Regions from separate parts of the Mus musculus genome. Here regions 2 and 3 are each linked to region 1. The links are chromatin contacts, called in public HiChIP or PLAC-seq maps. All regions are on one chromosome and are shown on one strand. Each heading gives the region's core, a stretch centred on a gene start, on an enhancer-like site or on the middle of the called end of the contact. The rest is flanking DNA. Distances are from core to core; before and after follow the strand shown. Region 1 holds the start of 4922502B01Rik (RIKEN cDNA 4922502B01 gene). Region 2 overlaps Zfhx3 (zinc finger homeobox 3). Region 3 overlaps Zfhx3 (zinc finger homeobox 3).

What was found. HiChIP or PLAC-seq counts read pairs in DNA pulled down with a chosen protein or histone mark.
Region 2: a contact with region 1 is called in an H3K27ac HiChIP or PLAC-seq map of neural progenitor cells, with 11 times the contacts expected there. The contact joins the enhancer-like site here to the promoter of 4922502B01Rik in region 1. A contact is called at or near these places in 1 of 39 promoter capture datasets (hippocampal neurons), 3 of 484 Hi-C or Micro-C datasets (cerebral cortex, cortical neurons and neural progenitor cells) and 5 of 115 datasets of contacts at active chromatin or transcription factors (astrocytes, embryonic forebrain, forebrain and 2 more).
Region 3: a contact with region 1 is called in an H3K27ac HiChIP or PLAC-seq map of stem cell-derived neural progenitor cells, with 4 times the contacts expected there. The contact joins the enhancer-like site here to the promoter of 4922502B01Rik in region 1. A contact is called at or near these places in 3 of 39 promoter capture datasets (the 3T3-L1 cell line, hippocampal neurons and stem cell-derived epiblast-like cells), 2 of 484 Hi-C or Micro-C datasets (cortical neurons and neural progenitor cells) and 6 of 115 datasets of contacts at active chromatin or transcription factors (astrocytes, embryonic basal ganglia, embryonic forebrain and 3 more).

The regions. Positions count from the first base shown.
Region 1 is chr8:109,248,214-109,251,545 of GRCm38.p6, reverse strand. It overlaps 4922502B01Rik (RIKEN cDNA 4922502B01 gene), which reads left to right and starts at 1,801. Exons shown (of 5, transcript NR_151498.1): 1 at 1,801-2,786. D030068K23Rik (RIKEN cDNA D030068K23 gene) reads right to left here. Exons shown (of 10, transcript NR_126329.1): 9 at 1,623-1,689; 10 at 1-442.
Region 2 is chr8:108,789,004-108,792,335 of GRCm38.p6, reverse strand. It overlaps Zfhx3 (zinc finger homeobox 3), which reads right to left. Exons shown (of 10, transcript NM_007496.2): 2 at 1-134. The coding sequence starts at 88. Among named protein-coding and RNA genes, the nearest start is that of Zfhx3, 76 kb to the right of the region's middle. Within about 2 kb of position 1,610, at least 22 of the 459 cell types and tissues checked have an H3K27ac peak or open chromatin away from gene starts, as enhancers often do. A contact at or near this core is called in neural progenitor cells and stem cell-derived neural progenitor cells, where this site is marked.
Region 3 is chr8:108,902,032-108,905,363 of GRCm38.p6, reverse strand. The region is part of intron 4 of Zfhx3 (zinc finger homeobox 3); the gene reads right to left. Among named protein-coding and RNA genes, the nearest start is that of Mir3108, 33 kb to the left of the region's middle. Within about 2 kb of position 1,538, at least 27 of the 459 cell types and tissues checked have an H3K27ac peak or open chromatin away from gene starts, as enhancers often do. A contact at or near this core is called in stem cell-derived neural progenitor cells, where this site is marked.

The DNA of each region.
Region 1 (3,332 bases), core at 552-3,051:
AGCTGCAAGGGCGGATGGCAGAAGAGTTGGCACGGTGCCATCCATTCAGGGGCAACGCCACAGTTTCGTGTGATAGCAGCAGCGGGTATATGTTACCGGGCCCTGTATGCGGGCCAGACAGTGCGGTAAAGCCAAGGGAGATTATCCAGACCCCCAGGAGCGAACAGCAAGCAGCAACGCAAGGCGCAAGTGCCAGGATTACAGCCCAGGCTGCTCCAACTATGAGCCCTTCCTTGGACCCTGGGAATCGGCTACTTGGGGTTTTGGGGTCTTCCACACCAAAGAAGCACAAAGCTGACTTTAATCACTTTTTTCATTTAAACTTGATTCTGCCGCAGTGGAAGAGCCAGCACGGCGGATGTTTTCACACCCAGCAAGACAAAGGCCGTTGTCTCCGCCATGACACCATTCCGTTCCAAGCAGAGGCCGGGGTCCTGGACATCTTGAAAAATCAAAAAGAAACAAGGAAAACAAACAACAGATACAGCGACAGTCAGAGAAAATCATCAACCACCCAAACTGTTTGTCCGTTGCCCATGCCAAGGGTGATGTGGGCATCTGTTGCAGCAGAAGGCACTTGTGTGGGCTATTTTTGTTTTTTCATTAATTTTTTTTTGAGAGGGCAAGCTACTGGCTTATTTGCTACTCAACTTCGTTTATAATTAACTTAAAAAAACAACAACAACAACACACCGTTCAGCCAAGTCAACAACAAAGAGGAAAGGCAGACATCGGAAGAGAAATGCCTGAGGAATCGGCATGAATGCATGCCACAGCCGGTACCACTTGCCATTCGGAAAACCTCAGGGAAAGATGCCAATTTTATAGCTCCGAAGAAGGCAGAGAAGGAAACATAAAGGTCTACAGATAGAAATTCTAAGGAAGGAATACTGCTTTCCCAATCCTGGATGGAAATGGCACACAGCCTCTGCTGAGAGAAAAGAGGGAATGTTTAAAAGGAGCTATCTAGATGGGTAGACGTGAAAACAGGCAACCATCGAGTGCATATAGAGATGTGTGTAAGGCTCTGCGTGTATACAAATACACAGACTCTCTGACAAACTGAATGCTTAGCTATGTATATATTTTCATGCTATAGGTATGGGTACGTATATAGGTGTATATGGTTTGCACTTACACGTGTGTGGGGTGGTGTATGCATGTCTGAGAAGTGGGAGAGGATGGCAGAGGAAAGACTGGGAGATCTGAGTATGTACTTGTATGTGTGTGTGTATGCATCCCACTCTCTAACCCAGGTACACACAGAAGACAAAATAAAAATCATACTGGAGCAGCAAGCAGGCAGCCAGAGATTTATCTACATTCGCTGCTATCACCGGGGAGATGAATGGGGTCGTCTGAAGCCCCTTTACAAGATCCACTATGGGAGTGGAGGAGGAGGAGGAGGAGGAGGAGGAGGAGGAGGAGGAGGGATGCCACACACACAAGTACAAACTTGAAGGCAGAGAGATTTGGAAGGGGCTACCAGGCAAACCCTGGTGGCATGATGCTGAGGAGCAGAAGGGAAAAGAGCCTTGTCTCTATGTTTTAGGTGCTTAAGGAAAAAAAAAAAAAAAAAAGACATCCTGCAAAAGGGTCTGAGGGAAGCGGCTGGTACTCACGGTTTCTGCGTTGCTGTGAATCCTGAAGGTGTTCTGTTGGCACCGGGCGCTGAGCCAGGGGCAGGCGCTGGAAACAAAAGGGAGACACACACACAAAAATTAAAGTCAATTCAATGGGAATATTAATTGCTGCTCTTGTGGATTTTACAAAACACACAAACTGTTTTCATTTTTGTTCTTTTTCTTTTTTTTTTTTTCTTTTAATTGTGGATTGGCGCGTGCCCCTTTCGCATGGAATATACAAGTAGTTTGGGATTTACAGTCCAGTTACGGGACTCAGGATTAACTGCGCTGGCATCTTTTGGGCATATCCTTCCTTTTAATGAATAAGCTTTCGCTGTTAATGAGGAATAATCGTTTGGCTAATGAGCTTTGAAACATTAAGAGAAAAGAGGTTTTTTCCCCCCGTTAATCGCTCTGGTGCGACTGCATGGATGGATTACAAAAGACAGCACTAGTGCAGTACAAAGGTTGGGGGAGCTCCTTGGGAGTGGGAGAAGCACCGAGTGGGAGATGTGCCCCTGCATCTCTTCTTCCTTCTCTCTTTCCCCTCTCTCTGCCAACTGCTATGGGTTTCCATAACTCCGCAATCGAAGTGGATGGTCGGGAAGGATTATTATACAGAGTAAAGCCTCCGCTGTTAATGTCTCCAGTGTTTAATCATCATACAGTAGGATGGTTTTATGCATATTTCATTTGCATATCATTAAACTACGTTAGCGAGGGGGCACCCAGAGCCGAGAGGAGCACAAAGTTGGGAAGACAGGGAAGGAAAAAGAGATTCCCTATGATGCTTATCTTCAAACGGGGGCTTGTTCCTTCCATGATGTGTCTTCTGCCTTTCTAAAATCATTATGACTTGGAAACCTTTGAAGTTGGATACAACCTTGGATTCCTCTAATTCCTGCAGAGCGGTATATTTTTAAGATCGGCAGCAATGTCCCTGCACTAGACAATTAAAGGAATATAAACTCCAGTGGGCTGAGACTAGTAGCTCTTTGGGGAACACAGTGGCAGGAGCTTCTACAAATACCAACACTTAAAAAAAATCATAATAAAGAACGTCATACCAAAAACAAAGAAAGAAGACAAGAGATTTTAACATGTGGATTATATTTGTTTTGTTTGGGGGGTAATAAGCTAAAGAGAGTGAAGAAGTCATTGGTAATTTATCCCCTCATTAATGAAGTCACCCTTTTTATTTGTGTTTGTTTTTGTCCTTTAATTGTGAAGACCGGTGCTGTCGCAGTTTTGAAGAGGTTAACCAGTTATTGTGTAGCTCTGATCTTTCCCCCACCCCACACCTGACAGAAAAGAAAGGTGGTGGTTCGGGGAGTTGTGAGTACTGGGGATGTCTGGGGGGAAGTGGGAAATACAGTGAGTTCTTTGTGGATCTTATACATGCTCAACATATTAATTGAGGGCTTTTAAAGTTCCCTCAATAGGCTATTTCATTCTTGGTAAACCAGCAGCTGGTTAGCCACTGTTGGTGACTCTTCAAATATCACTTTAACGATTTTTTATTCTGTTGCCGTCCATTTTTGTTTTGTCCGTAGCCAAGAAGGAGAATGTAATACCGCTCTTTCTTTACCATGCCCCTTCCGTCTTCTTCGTGTCCTATTTTCGAACTGTGAAACGGTGTTGGTTTAATATTGAATCCTGGTGCACGGCATAACTGCACAACTTGATTTGGAAATGAGACACTGGCTT
Region 2 (3,332 bases), core at 361-2,860, 460 kb after region 1:
CGCTGTTGAGTTCAGTCCATTGCCGGTGCTGAGGGATCCCGCACCCATTGTCCTTCCCCGAGACGACGGGCGAGTCACAGCCTTCCATGGTAAGGCCTGCTTGGAGCTTTCATTGCACCCAGTACGGATCGGACCTGAAGGGCGGAGGCGAGGGGGGGTGGGGAGGAGGGAGAGAGGGGAAAGAGAGAGAGAAAGGAAAGAGGTTAGGAGGGCTGAGGCTAAAGTCCCCGCGTGGGGTGCTCTAAGAAAGCTTCTGTCCACACCCACGACACAAAGCTTGCAGGGCAGAGGGCAGACTGGGGAACATGGCCCCTGCACGGTGCGGTACAGAGAGGGCAAGAGGCACCATGGACGACACAGCCGGGTCCATGCGTTGAGTGGGAAACAGGGAAGCGGTCAGGGATAAGCCCCTTAGACTTCACACTGTCTGTCACTCTACAGTTCGATCCACTGGAATTTTCACTCCATGCCATCAGGGCTTTGAGACAGGCTGGGCAGGGAGCCACAGTGGAAGAGGCTTAGCATCTTTCCAGTACCCAGTGAGGTCATGGAATGACCCGCCCACCCCCCCCCCAATACAGATAACTTACATGAAGCCATCTGTAGCAGATCAATTGCACTGGGGGGGGGCATGGGGGGGGGACACCAGGGAGGATGAGGGGAAGAAGCTGTGGCCACCTTCAGAAAGAGCTGAGTGACATAGAGAAATCAGTGCCCGTGTGTCAGGTTTGGTGAGTTCAAAGGTCTACAGGGGTCAGAGGGCAAAGGTAAAGGCTTAGGTACATCCTGAAAAGGGCCCAAGGGGGACAACGGCCCACATCCCTCCCCATCGGGTCTCGGAAACATCAGAAGTCACATGTCCCAAGCAGTAAACCTTCTAGGGTAAATCCTAACCGAGGCCGGTGCCACGATTCTCAACCATCAAACTGAAGAGAAGACCCCCTCCTTCACCCCCAAATTCCCATCTCCTTCACCCCCAAACTAGAAAAGCTTCCTCGTCTGGAGCTCAGAAGACTTCGCAAGTGAAACTACGAAGGCACCAAGGATGAGGCTGGCCCGACTTTCAATGGGGCAATGCCTCCTTGGGGAGCAATACCTCCTTCTGCCCATCTGCAGGGAGCCTGTTCGCCATGCGCCTTGCATGGGGTGGGTTTCCCCTAGCAAAGGCAGAGACGGCAGCTGGGCTGATGACCAAGGCCCTCTTGCACAGCTGCCTCTTGGTTATTAGTTGCTGCCCTAGCAGCTGTCCTGCAGCCCTGGGGCTTTTCCGTTTCCGACTCCAGAGTGCTACTGAGCTGAACTTGCCCTCTGAGAGTTCATGTCCCTGGGGAAGGTAGCAACAGATCACAGGCTGCCTGGCTCCTGTACCATCACCTCCTCGGGGGTGGTTATGGCCTTGTTGCAGGTCTCCTACAGGTGGCTCAGCACCTGTAGGAGACCTGGTTCAGTCTTTTAGTCACAGACCCCAGGCCATCTGGTCCCTGCTCTGCCATCTAGCTCATTCATGAGCAGCAGACAGAGCTTTTGGCTAGGTTTCATCTCCCTCCATCTCCTGCCAACCTTGTCTTCGACTTTCTGTATTTCTCCGGGCTTGACTGCATAGTGAGCCAACAGCTCCCCCTCGGGAAAAGGAGGAGAAGGCAGGCTTGCAGAGGCCTCCAAAAGGATGTGCCATGATTGGTTTAAGACTCTCACGCACTCACTTGTCCAATCAATCGACTGATAACCTTGGCCTCTGTGATGGTAAAAGTTCCGTGTGCCTTAGAAACGACCTGTTCGCTTCAAACAAATCACCTCACTAAACCAGCCCCAGTGGCAAATGAGACAGGGCTTCCCACAAGGCTTAGCTGGGATCTAGGTGAGAATCGGGGGAGGCTCTTCCTAAGGACATCCCTGATTGGCTGGATGACACCTGATTGACAGTTCAAGCCCAAAAGGATGGCAGGTCTGAAGGGGCGGGAGGGTTAACAGCCCGATTGTAAAATCAATGTCATAAATGCTTGGTAAGTTACAGGAACATGCGGGAAGGGGAGGCCACGATTGATAAAGGAGAACAGCTTTGATGCTGCACCAGGGACTTGTTTATTGACAGCAAAGCCAATCTCCTCTCCAGCCTGGGTTGGGCCAGAGAAACCTGCTAGCATTTACCAATTAATTGGTGGGCTTTGCTTGCCTGGCTCTCTTCTTCCTCCTCCATGAACTGGCCGGCTAAGGGGCTGGGACTTTAAAAACAGAATATAACAACAACAACAACAACGACGACGACGACGACAGAGAGAGAGAGAGAGAGAGAGAGAGAGAGAGAGAGAGAAAGAGAGAGAGAGACTCGTTTAATTTGTTCCCTACTCCCAAGCAAGTTACTAGTTCTGAAAGACAGGGAACTGGGGCATTGGGTCTGGGGGTCGATCCTAGGAAGGTGACAGCCCATAAAGATGCAGGTGGGAAAGAAAGCCCAGTTTCCAGGCCCAGAACGCCTGTGTTAGAGCTTCTCCCCGATACCCACTGACTGCAGGCGAAACTTTTTAAGGAGATGCGTCAATAGCACTGTCCTGAAAAATGCAGGCTCACACCCCACCCCAAACAGACCTGTCAGATACACATCATCTCTGGGGACCCTGAATTAAAGTTTGAGATGCTGTTTCACGACATCTTCACCAGACGACCAGCCTGTCTGTTTCTGTATTGCCAGGGCAGGAAGGCTGCATGTGTCCTCCTGCCTGGGTCCCTAGCAGATGCAGAGAAGAAGGAATAGACTGGGAAGGGGGTGGGGGTGCGCTGACGTGAAGCAATCTCTTCATCCTGCCCAGTCTGGCAGCTCATGGGCCTCGGGGCATCCACTACTCTCCCACCCAGCGAGCTTGCTCTGTTTATCAGCCAGTCAATAAGAAAAAGGTAGTTCTTACTTAAGGAGGCAGAAGTCAACTCGGCAGGTCGATCAGCGCTCTGTCTGTAAACATGGTTTCCCGTAAAATCAATGCTCTTCAGTTACAGAGGGCGGCCTGGGAACCAAGTGGGTCCCCACACTTTCACAGGAAGCCCTGCCACTCAGCATTCACAAACCTCTCCTCAGCCCCCTAAGCCCTCCCCTCCAGCCCTGACCCCATCCCACAGACACTCCAGTCTGGCTCACCCGGAACTCTCAACCCTTCCTGCAGGCCAATTCTTGGTCCCCTGGCTACTCCCGCAGGTTCCCTTTAAATGGCCTCAATAACTACACTCCAATGCTACTTGTTTAGGAATTCAGTTCAGATTTTATAAAAGCACATCTTTCCGATGACAAAATTCAAGGGTAGACACGGAAGCGATCCATCAGGCGTTTGTGCGCACGCACT
Region 3 (3,332 bases), core at 289-2,788, 350 kb after region 1:
ATATCCTGGAAAACAGAGGCATGCACAACACAAGGCCCTGGATACCAAGCAAGGTGCCTCTCTCCAGCCAGTTAAACAAACCAACTTTGTCGCTGGGAGAAAAATACTGATTACAACTCAGGATGCTACTTGGGGAAGGGAGGATGGAGGCAGGCATTGCAAGTCGCAGGACATGCCAGTTGTGAGGTGAGGGTCCCTGGAGCTGAGTGGGGAGAGAGGCTCTGGATAGAGAGGAGAGAAGGACTCACACACTCACACTCAGGAGACCAAAACATTTCAAAGTCTTGAATGCATCATTTAAAATATCTGCAGGGGCTGCGGGAGGGGGAAGGGAGCAGTCAAAATCAGGGGTGCAGGACCACAGGAGGGCTGCAGATGGGAGCTTCTTGGATGGGTACTGGTTCTTTCCTGCCCCCTCTACCCTCCACCACCTCCCTCCCCCGCCCCCACTGAAGAAAGGGACATTTTTCAACAGAAAAGATCTGCCTGAGAGCTTTTTAACATTCCAGGTGTGAGGCCCAAGCAGTCCCTACAGCATCTGTCTTTCAATAACACCCTGCTTCAAATAAACACTGCCAAGCCTCCACAGTTGAAGGGGAGAAGACAAAATAGATAAACATACATGAGTGATAGAGTACATTAAAGCAAGCGTGTGCGTGTGTGTGGGGGTGTACACACACATCCATTCTCTCTCCCTCTCTCTCTCTCTCTCACACACACACACACACAGACACACACACACACACACACACACACACACACACACACACACACACACACACCCCTAGTGTTTTCCGTTATAGAAGACTGGTATGCCCTTCAGAGTCAAAACTGACTCACTGGAGATCTTATACTTAATGCAAAACGACATGGGGGCGGGGAGGGCTGTGAGCTGGCTCCGGCATCTATGTACAAATGAAGAAGGTGTGTGGGAAATGAACAGGATGTACCAGAAATGGTACTAAAGAGAGGTGATTAGAACCTAATGGGCAAACGCAAGAACCTTGAGGGATGGCTCTCCTGACGGGAACAGCAGCCGTGATGGATGCAGTGCATACAGGAACCGGGACATGGGAAGGGAGGGCGGCAGCTGCCCTGCAGACCCCGGGTGTTTATAAGACCGAGGAAGGCAAGGCTTGACAACACCAAAGTGAGCTATGGATTTTTTTTTTAAGGTATTTTTGAAAAAGGCAAATTAAGGGAGAAGCAGGCAACTGTTTTTGTTTCTGGCCTTCAAAACAGACTATACAAATAGAGAAAAACAAAACCCTGGCTCACAAGGTCTTGGGTCACATGGCACATAGGTGGCAGACCTGGATTCCCAGCATGGTTGTCACCTTGCTCTGAAGACCATCTTCTCGTTTGAGGAAGGTGATCATTCAGAAAGCAGCCTTACCCCCACGAAGCACGGAGCTCAGACACAAATACTCTTTTACTTCTAGCAGCGGATGGCAAGGCAGAGAGGCACTGACTGTCAATGGGCCGCTTCTGCTGGATCATAAGCCACTTAGACGCACAGCTGGTAAAACAAGCTATTCATGAAAACAAAGCACAAACAAAGGCTTACTCATGCCAAACCAAGTCTGACGGGACAGAAGTCGGGCTGACTTCAGGGCCATGTCACCCAGAGAAACACTGGCTAAACTCGCTCTCCGTCCTCGGGCAGACCCAAGTGCGTGCAAGGGAGGTCAAAGGGTGTTCGAGGTAACACAGGTCACGGTGCGATGGCAGATACACGTACAGATCCTGGAGGTAACCTAGAAGAGACTCCTCCATCTCCACACGCCTGGAGAATCTTAAAATACCACAGCACGCTGCCTAGTATACACAAGGCAGCCAGCTCAGGAAAGAAACCGGACAGCCACACCTAACATGTGAAGACTATGCTGCCACGTGTAAAGTCAAAACCTAGGCCGGTCTCCCAAACCATCAGGTCTCTAGTCTCAGACAGACAGACAGGCCATAGGAACAACACGTTTCTGTCGCCAATTCCTAAGCAAGCTAAAGTAAGGTAGAAGAGGAGCAGGGGACAAACCAAATGTTTTCTGGCCCAAGCGCTTTTCCTGCACTCGTGGTGGGGACAAGCAGATGGGATGGCTAAGTTGTCATTGATACAGCACCTTGTGCAGTTCTGTACTGAAGGGAGAAAATGCTTGCCTCTTCCTCCTCCTCCTGCGGAGGAACTTGGAAAGCCGCGCCAACAGGTCTATGCAAAACCTCTCCTGTCTTTGCCTTGTTCTGTCGATTTGGATCCTATACAATAGAACAGTATTGTCTAGGGTGTAAGGCAAAATGGTAACCCACATCCATGCCTTCTTTCACAGAGACGCTACCCACAGCAGCTCCTCCTCTGGTCTTCCCACACTGCTGCTGTGTTTTAAATCAAGCCTTAAGATTCTAGCTCACGTGCTGGGTGTCTCTTCCGAGAAGGAGTTTCCGAGCTCTAAGAAAGGCTTGGCATCTCTGGGAAGCAACAGATCCCACTGCTGTCCCCAGCCCGCACAGCACCACATCTCAGCACACAGCTATAAAGAGCAGTGATCCTCACCCACAGCCAACACTACAGTAAATGTTAGCCAATATGGAGGCTTACACCTATATGCTACAGTGCTGGGGTGGGGTGGGGTGGGGTGGGGGTGGCACTGGAAGAGGGAATACTCAACCCCAAAGACAAAACAAGGCCCGTGAGATGCGAGACGATTTGGGATGAAAAGGATAGGTCTGTGACAAAGTATAGGTGACAAAGAACTGGTACTAAACGCGCGTGTAACGGATGGTGGTTTGGAGCACAAAGCTTCTTTTCAATCGCTAACCCGGGGTGTTGAGGTCCTTCGTGTAAGCGCCGAAACTGGCGAATGTTCTACAACTCTAGCAATGGGGAAAATACCTCATGTGGGATCCTTCCCACTTTTTCCAAGGGGAAGATGGACCCTTAGCACAAAGAGAGTAAGGGAAAGAGACTGCAGACCAAGGGAAGGTTTTGCTTCATGGTCTGGCACGGGCTTGTAAGAAGGAAGGGAATCAAACGGCCGAGGCTCCAAGCAATGTCAGAGAGGACAGTGTCCAAAAAAAGCGGACAAGGAAAGATACCCAACCCCGCCACATACTCAGTGCCACCACTATGTAGAAAGGGGTGGGGAATGGACAATAGCCAGTGAAGGGGAAACTAGAGGAGAGTGGATCTTAAAATGTGGAGAATGGGTGGGGCTGGAGAGGTGTCTCAGTTGGTGCGGCCACTTGCTGCTCTGACTAAGGACTGGGGGTTGGTTCCCAACATCCACATGGTGATTAACAACTGCCTGTAACTCCAGTTCCAGGAATCCAGTACCCAC